Linked DNA regions of Mus musculus: region 2 is linked to region 1. A link is a contact called in public HiChIP or PLAC-seq data. All regions are on one chromosome and are shown on one strand. Each heading gives the region's core, a stretch centred on a gene start, on an enhancer-like site or on the middle of the called end of the contact. The rest is flanking DNA. Distances are from core to core; before and after follow the strand shown. Region 1 overlaps Galnt7 (polypeptide N-acetylgalactosaminyltransferase 7). Region 2 has its middle 34 kb from the start of Gm2921.

Region 1 (4,464 bases), core at 752-3,251:
CCACTACATAGAGTACAGATGGTGACCATTTTTCACGTAGCTCTAAGTATGTTTATGAAACAGCTAGCTAAGGTGAGCTGCTGAGCACTGAAATTCTATCTACCTCAAACACTGGCTGCGTGCCCACAGAGGATCCAGAGCGCGGGCTTCCTGGCACGGGTCCTGCTAGAAAACAACTACTCATTCTTCTGGCTCGAACCTGTCATAAAAGAACTTCAATGTTTCTACATAAGCATAATTAAATAAGTATGCCTTCAATTGCTAGGTCCCTACCTCCAGTCTGTGCCAGAGGCCACAAGAGGCCAGAAACCTTCAGGGCTGATAAGAGAAAGCCAAGGACGGAACGGGATAGCAAAGGGGACAGGACACGGGGTGTGACAAATGGTCCGGGCCTGTTACACATGGCTGGGCCCGAGTGACGGAGGCCGGGTCAGATTGCCTGAGATACTGGGATCCACTTGAGTGACTTGGAGGCACTGGCAGGTGCCTTGCATGCTAGTTGATAGTGAGAGTGAAATCTAGCCGTTGGCTCCAAGTAACTGCATGCAACAGGCAGCGAAGATAGGTGTTCACAGAATCAGCATGCATTGCTATGCTCAGATCTGGATCTGGAAACGTGAGAATAAAGGCTGGGTGCTAGTGGCAGTTGGCATAACACAAGGCTCTGTTCCTAGTGGCTAGGCGGAGAAACGTTCTGAACGGTAACCAACAGTCCTGGGCAAATGTCTACTGTAGTGGTTCTCGACCTGTGGGTCCAGACCCCTTTGGGGACTGAAGGGCATTTTCATGGGGGATTGCGTACCAGAGATCCTGCAAATCAGACATTTTCATTGTAATTGATAGCAGTAGCAAGATTACAGAAATGAAGTAGCAATGAAAGTAATGTTATGGTTGGGGGTCAGTACAACACAAGGAACCGTATTAAAGGGTCGCAGCATTAGGAGGGGTGGGAAGCATCATGCGACTGCATACTCCAGCAAACGTCAGCAGGGAAGAGAGCAATCACAACATCAATGAGAAGATTTTGAGACAGAAGAACAATGACAGGGGAAGGTGGAGACCTGGCTCTCAAATACCAAAGTGAATTCTGAAATCTACAGTATTAAACTAGAGAGCGACTGTGGAAGGTTCACTTTGCTTTAAGAACTCAAACACGTAGAGAGCAAAGGGCTGGAAGAAGATATTCTGTGCATATGGAAGCCAAAAGACAGCAAGGGTGTTTATACTTGAATCTGATAAAAATTTAAGCAAAAAAATCTGAAGGATGAGACAAAGAATGGTGATAATCAATTCATAAAGGGACTATAATTATAAATGTGTATGCACCTACATACATGAAGCAAGCATAGATTTGCAGGGAGATAGACTAAAAAAAGCTTCTAGCAATGATAGCATTATGGTTTAAGTCAGAAATAGCCACAACAGGCTCCAAACCTGACCACCTTCCTTCCCCTGATTTGTTTAAATTGATGCCATTGTTTTAGAGACACCAAACCCTCAGGAGGGTAGCTGACCCAGGCAAGCCACTGGGAACCCACTTCTGCTGCTCAGCCCTCATTCTGATTAGTCTTTCTCTGTAGTCCCTCTGCCTGAAAGGAATTGAAACCACGACCGAATTAAAAACCATGAGCCAAAATACTGTCTTGCCACAAAGTGACAGGAGATATTTCTATCTAGTTGAGAAAGCAAAGCACCTCATAGGGCTGCCGCAGAGTCTCTTGGACAAGCACATGGACGTAGTCGATGAAATGCAGACCTAGCATTCAACAGGTCAAACAAACGCTATAAAGGGCTAAGAAATCTGTGAGCAAAGCTGTAAGGCTTTCTAATGGAAGCAGAACCTTAACTAGATAAGGAAAATGCAGTTGCTTGTATTATAATGCTAATTACGTTCCCCCCAAATACTGCTTACAGCAGGGTCTGCAGGTAGCTTCTGGGAAGCTGCCCCAAATTGGTTCTGATTGGTAAATAAAAATGCCAACAGCCAATAGCTGGGAAGGACAGACAGAGGCGGGATTTGGAATTTCTGGAGCTTGGGACAGGGAGTGGAAGGAAGAAGGAGATCCGCCCTGTCTGGGGAGCGTGGAGGAGAAGAGAGACACCTTGCCTGAGAAGAGTGCAGGGCAGACAGGCATGGCAGCCATGTGAAGGAGCCGGGAGAGGGCAGCCCTCTGGGTCCAGGGCAGCCAAGGTAGAATTAGGGTTTAGTAAGTAATAACTCAGGATTATTGGCAGGAGGTAGATTAACTGCATGGAGGTTAGACAGGGCCCAGCTACTGAGCTGTATAAAGCTTATCAAAATATAAAGGGGTGTGTGTGTCTTTCTTTTGGGGACATAAAGAAGGTCGTGAAACTGCCTCCAGGTTTTATTTATTAATTATTTAATTCAAAAGGAAAAAGCAGAAAAGAGTAAAATTAGTGATTCCGAAAAGGCAACAGCATAAGCCAAGTTAGAAGAGATCTGCGCTCTCGCCTTGTCTCGGTCTGCTGTTGTTCAGTTCTATGACCTTTGTGACCTTTACAGACACCAGCTTCACTCACTTCTTCCTGATCCTGGTTCCTGCCTTCTACAATACCTGGTATAGAGCTTGACCCTTGGTAACACACTTCTCATCTTCGAACACTCTTATTTACCCAGAAGCTAGACACTGGGCAAGATCCAGAGAAATCAATTCAACTACTAGTTGTTTTCCCATTTTTCCAAAAGTACACATGAGTTTCCTTTGGCAAAATAAAAATAATATGCAATATTAAGATTGTTCTGAAGCAGCTATAGTCACCAAAAAAACCAAACAAAAACTCAGTATTATCTCTTTTCTAGCCAAGCACGGCTACGATTCATATGCAGAATCTGCTGGGCATTCATGGGGGACGATTTTTCTGTACTCAAAAGTACAATCCAGCCAGGAGATGGTGGTGTCGCATGCCTTTAATCCCACCACTCCACAGGCAAAGGCAGGTGGATCTCTGAGTTCAAGGACAGCCTAGTATACAGAGTGAGTTTTAGGACATCCACATCTAGGTATCCACAGCTGGACACCTTGTCTCAGAAAAAAAAAAGTACAATACAGGCATGCAGTAATGACACTGTTCTCAAAGCCTAGTAAGACTCACAAAGACTGAAAGCTCCTTGCCTGCTTGCCTACCTGTCTGCCTGTTTGCCTGCCTGCCTTCCTTCCTTTTTTTTTTTTTTTTTGGTTTTTTTGAGACAGGATTTCTCTGTGTAGCCCTGGCAATCCTGGAACTCACTCTGTAGACCAGGCTGGCCTCGAACTCAGAAATCTGCCTGCCTCTGTCTTCCAAGTGCTGGGATTAAAGGTGTGCACAGGAAATGTCACACCAAGAATATCCTAATGAGGACTGGAGAGATGGCTCAGTGGTTAAGAGCACTGACTGCTCTTCCAGAGATCCTGAGTTCAATTCCCAGCAACCACATGGTGGCTCACAACCATCTGTAATGAGATCTGATGCCCTCTTCTGGTGTGTTTGAAGACAGCTACAGTGTACTCACATAAAATAAATTAATACATCTTTAAAAAGAAGACTCTCCTAATAAGAGGCAATCTATGGCTACTTGTGGGCTTCTAGACAATCTGGTTGAAACTTTCTTAGTTTCCTCCAAGCCAATTAGCACAGTAAGTTGTAGGACACGATCAACAGTTACTAGAATAAAGTTTCTTTTCCCCCTAAACTGTCCTCTCTGGTTTCACCTATTGGTCACCTGCTCTAAACGAGAGCTGGCATTTTCATTAATGCTAATACAGAATTAATACTGAGGCCCACAGACTGAAAACATACAGATTTGGCTCAAAGTAGAAATAGCATATAACCTAGTTTTCTTTGCTTAAAATAGATTATATTCTAGTCATACAAATAGCTGTGAACCCTTTCAAAGCACTTAAAAGTTTCGTTTTTATCTTCTACAGACAGCAAAATGCACTGGGATAGCAAGTTCAGTAAGATTTGAATTTGTATTCATAGCTGGATCTTTTATTCCCCAGCTGTGTGGCTTTGGCCAAGTCTGTAAGTAGTCGATTTATTAACCTAATATCTCATTATACAGAGAAGGGTATGATGTGACTACATCTAAAAACTCGTAGTGTAATAAATATAAATTTCAAAATTTTGGGCTAAAAAGAAATTCAGGGCTAAGGAGGTAGCTACCAAATGCCTTCCAGAGATTGAGGAGGAAGATCCAGGGGAGAGGACTTGCCTAGTCTGCCCAAAGCCCCAGTATGTATAGTATACATGGGGGTGGAAAGATTCTAAAGGGTCTCACAAAGACCTAAATTTGAGATTAAAATCTGAACTTCACAGATAGTGAAAACAAAATAGAAACCAAACAATCATTAATGAAACCATTGCAAATCTGATCTGAATATAATTATGTGTGAGGAATACTACCACCACTCTTGAACGTTCAGGGGAAACATGAGCTAGCTGCCTGTGTGAAAACAGCCAGCA
Region 2 (4,464 bases), core at 874-3,373, 150 kb after region 1:
CTAAGCATCCAAGGAAGGCTTGCTTCCAGTTGAGCCACATTCCAAGTCTGGAATTCTAAAATATATATTCTAAGTTTAACTGTGGATAATATTGATAGACCTGATATGACGAACAAAGAGACATTTTCAAGCAGCGAGTAGCTTAGCTATTATAACCTAATTATGATAGTGCATAGCAACTCTATTTTAGACAAAACTTCACGAGCAAATGTAGAATCAGCAAAAAGGATCCAATTCTTTTGAAACGATATCACAAGTGTTTGTGTAAGAGAGAGAGAGAGAGAGTGTGTGTGTGTGTGTGTGTGTGTGTGTGTGAGAGAGAGAGAGAGAGAGAGAGAGAGAGAGAGAGAGAGAGTCAGAAGACACTTTTCAGAGCTTAGCTCTCTCTTTCTACCATATTGGTTTGTCTTGGTTTCTCTTCAGTTGCTGTAATGAAACACTATGACCAAAGTCAATTTGGGGAGGAAAGGAATTATCTTGTTTTACACCTCGTAGTCCATCATGCAGGGCAGGAGCTGATGCAGAAGGCTTGGCCAAATGCTGCTTACTGGCTTGTGTTCCTTGTGGCTTTCTCAGCCTGCTTTCTTGTAGCACCCAGAGCCACCAAGCCCCTGGGATGGCACCACAGTGATGTGGGCCCTCCCATATCAATCACCAACCAAGAAAGCACACCACAGGCTTTCGTCAGGCTAATCTGGTGGGCACATTTCTCAGTTGAGGTTTTCCTCTTCTAAAGGGACTCTAGCTTATGCCAAATTGGTATAAAGCTAGCCATAGCCAGCACAAGATTCCAGGTGTTGAACTCAGATGATCAAGCTTAGAGGAAAGTGCCCAGTAAGCCACAAGCCATGTTCTTGATTTTAAAGACCTTCCCAATAAGAATCTAAGAATTCCATCCCAGGTACACTTCCGTGAACCATCAAATGTTGACCGCATGTGTTCTGCTTTAACAGTGCATTTTGTCTACACATCTTTTGTCCAGAGTCTTTAAGGATGACTGTGTGTTCGGGTTTCCTGTCTTGATTTTCATCGGTTTTCCCTCCTTGTTAGCTGACTAATGTTTAAGGAGTGCAGAAACACAGTCATTAGCTCTCTTGCTGTTAAGTCCTTCCGGTGTTCCTGATAAGGAACACCTTTCCATTTTCCCAAACTGTGTAAGGCTGACACAGTAGACTAGTCTGAGAATCACTTCACTAAGTTTTCAGTGGTGCGATAGAGTTCTGGTAAATATTGACTGCTTTCCTTTATATCTTCATTTGCAAGTTACAAAGCAATTTCATGTTTATTATCATACTTCACCAATGCCACAGCCCTGAGAGGAACCTTTAGAGGAATGGGTATTGGCCCAATGTCAAACAGGAATGAAAGGCAGCAGCAGCTGCTTTCATGACCAACCAGGCATATATTATACCTCATTTCTTTTTAATACCCAGAACACACATACTGAGTTGGATTTAGAGAGGGTGTTCACCATGCATAGGGGAAGAGACAGACAAAGATGGTTTTGAGGAGCGCCAGAGGACTCACAATGTGGCTGACAGAGCATCTTCACGTCTCCAGAGGAATGACGCCTGGCTGATGTTTTCCTTTTTTTTTAATTAGATATTTTATTTATTTACACTTCAAATGTTATTCCCTTCCCCAGTTTCCATTTTCTTCTTGGAGAGTGATTCAGGGTTGAAAGGAATAAAGGATTGGGGGAGGACTGGGAGAGGAACGGGAAGGGGGAACTGGGAGGGAGTAGCGTTTGAGAAATAAATAAATAAATAAATAAATAAATAAATAAATAAATAAATGTTTAAAAGAAAGGATACTTTAGAAAACAAACAAACAAATGGAGCAGTGTGATTTTGCCAAAGCCTTCCATCTTGGTCAGTGGTTCAGCTCTGGTGTAGGGGGTGCAAACAGCACAGCGCTAGAGACCCCTCAGTCTCCAGAAGCTTCAGCTCCTGCTAGCTTTCTTCCCTGAGGGTTTAAACCCGGGACTCCAGGGGCAGGTTTCTGGCAGAGGTCTGATGCCCGGGGCAGGGAGAATCAAGGTCATTAGCTCTCCCTGTCTGTCACACCCAGCCAAAGGACCTCACCTTAGTTCTTTTCTCAACCAGAGGCGTTTGTTATCCAGATGAATCACTGCCGAGATGGTTTTATTTTAAGCACTTCAGTGACTGCGTCTCATCACTCACTACTCCTTTGAGCTTCCCCTTCTTTAAAAAAAATCCCCTCTTTGACTGAATACGAGTTTGGAGAACGCCCGCTCCCGACCCTCACCATTTGCTGGCGGGTAGACATTAATGAGAGTGTCTCCTTCCTCCTAGCGCAGCATTTCTTTGGTGAGGTTATCTCTTTGACATCTCAGTCACTCAGGCGGTTCCCTGCTGCTTCCTCAGGGACATTAAAAAATTGTTTTTTAGGGAAATTGGAGCTTGGCTGTTTCTTTCCTTTTTTCTTTCCGTCTCTCTTACCCTCAGCCCGGAATACTTTCCCACCTCCTTTAATCCCTATTTTATTCGGCTGGTGCATGTTAGCTAGGAGTTTCAGTCTTTGCTTCTTCCGGGTGTTGAGAATTCTAGTCACAGAACTCTATCCTTTTGATTTCCAGATGCTCTGCTTAACCTTTTGATTTTAAAGGGAGCTCTTGGATCTGCAGTGTGTGTGTGTGTGTGTGTGTGTGTGTGTGTGTGTGTGTGTATCTGTGTGTGTATGCTCATGTGAATGGGCAAATGCATGTGGAGGCCGAGGTTAATCTTATCTCTTGTTCTTTTTAAAAAGATTTCTTTTTTTCTAAAGTTATGTTTTATTGTTTATATCTGATCGTGGGGGTGTGCACTCGTCCAGGTGCCTTTGGAGACTAGAGGAGGGTTGAGGCTCCCTTAGAGCTGTAGTAAGTAACCTTGTGGGCCGTCCAGTGTAGGTCAAGGAAATGAAACTCAAGTCCTCTTTGGGAATAACAAGTGCTCTTAACCTCTGAGCCATCTTTTCAGCCCCATCGGTCTCTTACCAGCCTGGAGTCCCTGCGTTAGGCTGGGGTGGCGAGCCAGGCCCCAGGGATCTGTCTGCCTCTCTTCTGAACACTGGTCTGAGAAGCAAGCCACACAAACGGCATTTTATGTAAGTTCTGGGGATCAAACTCAGACACTCATGTTTGGCAAACATTTTAGGAGTAGTGAAGTCATTGTCCTAGCCCAGCATTTTTTCCTCCATAAAATCTAAATATATATGGCTTGGATTACCGATACAGAAGCACTTTATAACTTCCACATCGGCTTTTTTGGGTGGTAGAAATTTAAACAGCAAAAAAGTAAAACAGACTTTCTTTATCATGTGTCTGCCTCATACAACCTGATTAAAGAAAAATATTCAAAAAAGATAATGAGAAGAACTTATTCTGTGTGGTGTTAGTGACCAAAACTTAAATAAGCTAAAAAGGGGAAAACATGCAAAAAAGAAAAAGAATTTAAAATTAAAATTTTATTTTTGCAGACAGGACAAGTTTATGAAATCTAATGTAGTGAGTGGGCCCCTGAGAAATTATGGCATGCAACAGATTTGGTATAGAGGAGGCTTATTTGTGGGAGGGGTGGAGAGTGAGAGCCTGGAAAAGGGGTAGAGGCAAATGAGTAGACAGACAGACAGACAGACAGACAGGTGGGTGGGTGCAGCCAGGAGGGCAGAGAAGGGACAGGACAAAGAAGGGCAGAAAAGGGGAGAGATAGGCTGATCAGGAACACGTGAGAAGAGGGGGAGGGGAAGGTGGAGAGGGAAGGGGGAGGGGAAGAGGGAGAAGGAGGAGCAGGAGAAAAAGGAGAGGGAGAAGGGGGGGGGAGGGAGAGAGCAAGCTGGAGTGATGGGGTAGTTCTTTTAAGCCATTGCCTCAGGAAACTGCAGCAGGTAACAGTGCCACTGATGACATAAGCCATTGCTAGCGCCCTGCAGGTGCCTCGTGGAATCTCCTGTAAGCTAAAAATGAGATATTAGTAGCCAACAATGAAAAAAAAATACCTTGATATCTGTTTATTCACAGCAGAGTTTCACATGGCCTTCCAGGTAAGATGCAGCTGAGGATGGTCCTTGTGTCTGATCTTGAACTTTTATTCCTCCATCTCCCAAAGGTCACAGGTGAGCTCTGTCACATCAGGGTCCCCGTGGTCCCTCGAATTAAACTTACCCTCAGTATTTCTTTTCAATAAAAAGAAGTTTAAAATCCACAAACCCCATAAGGTCAGAGAGCCTGTGCCCCAGCTGTCCTTCTGGGCCTCTCCCTAATGAAGTCATCGGACTGAGTTGAACATAGCAAGATAGTGTTACACTTAGTTCTAAGACTTTTAATTACACACGCACACACACACAAACACACACACACACACACACACACACACACACACACACACACACACACACACAGCCTTTCTCAAAGATGGAAAAACTACAGTTCAGTCATATCAACACCATATATTTAAAGTGAAA

What was found. HiChIP or PLAC-seq counts read pairs in DNA pulled down with a chosen protein or histone mark.
Region 2: a contact with region 1 is called in an H3K27ac HiChIP or PLAC-seq map of embryonic stem cells, with 3 times the contacts expected there. The contact joins two enhancer-like sites. A contact is called at or near these places in 1 of 484 Hi-C or Micro-C datasets (nephron progenitors), 7 of 115 datasets of contacts at active chromatin or transcription factors (embryonic basal ganglia, embryonic stem cells, intestinal crypt epithelium and 1 more) and 1 of 9 other capture datasets (embryonic stem cells).

Annotation. Positions count from the first base shown.
Region 1 is chr8:57,615,115-57,619,578 of GRCm38.p6, forward strand. All of the region lies in intron 1 of Galnt7 (polypeptide N-acetylgalactosaminyltransferase 7), which reads right to left. Among named protein-coding and RNA genes, the nearest start is that of AW046200, 34 kb to the right of the region's middle. Within about 2 kb of position 2,002, at least 10 of the 459 cell types and tissues checked have an H3K27ac peak or open chromatin away from gene starts, as enhancers often do. A contact at or near this core is called in embryonic stem cells, where this site is marked.
Region 2 is chr8:57,764,003-57,768,466 of GRCm38.p6, forward strand. No RefSeq gene overlaps it. Among named protein-coding and RNA genes, the nearest start is that of Gm2921, 34 kb to the right of the region's middle. Within about 2 kb of position 2,124, at least 15 of the 459 cell types and tissues checked have an H3K27ac peak or open chromatin away from gene starts, as enhancers often do. A contact at or near this core is called in embryonic stem cells, where this site is marked.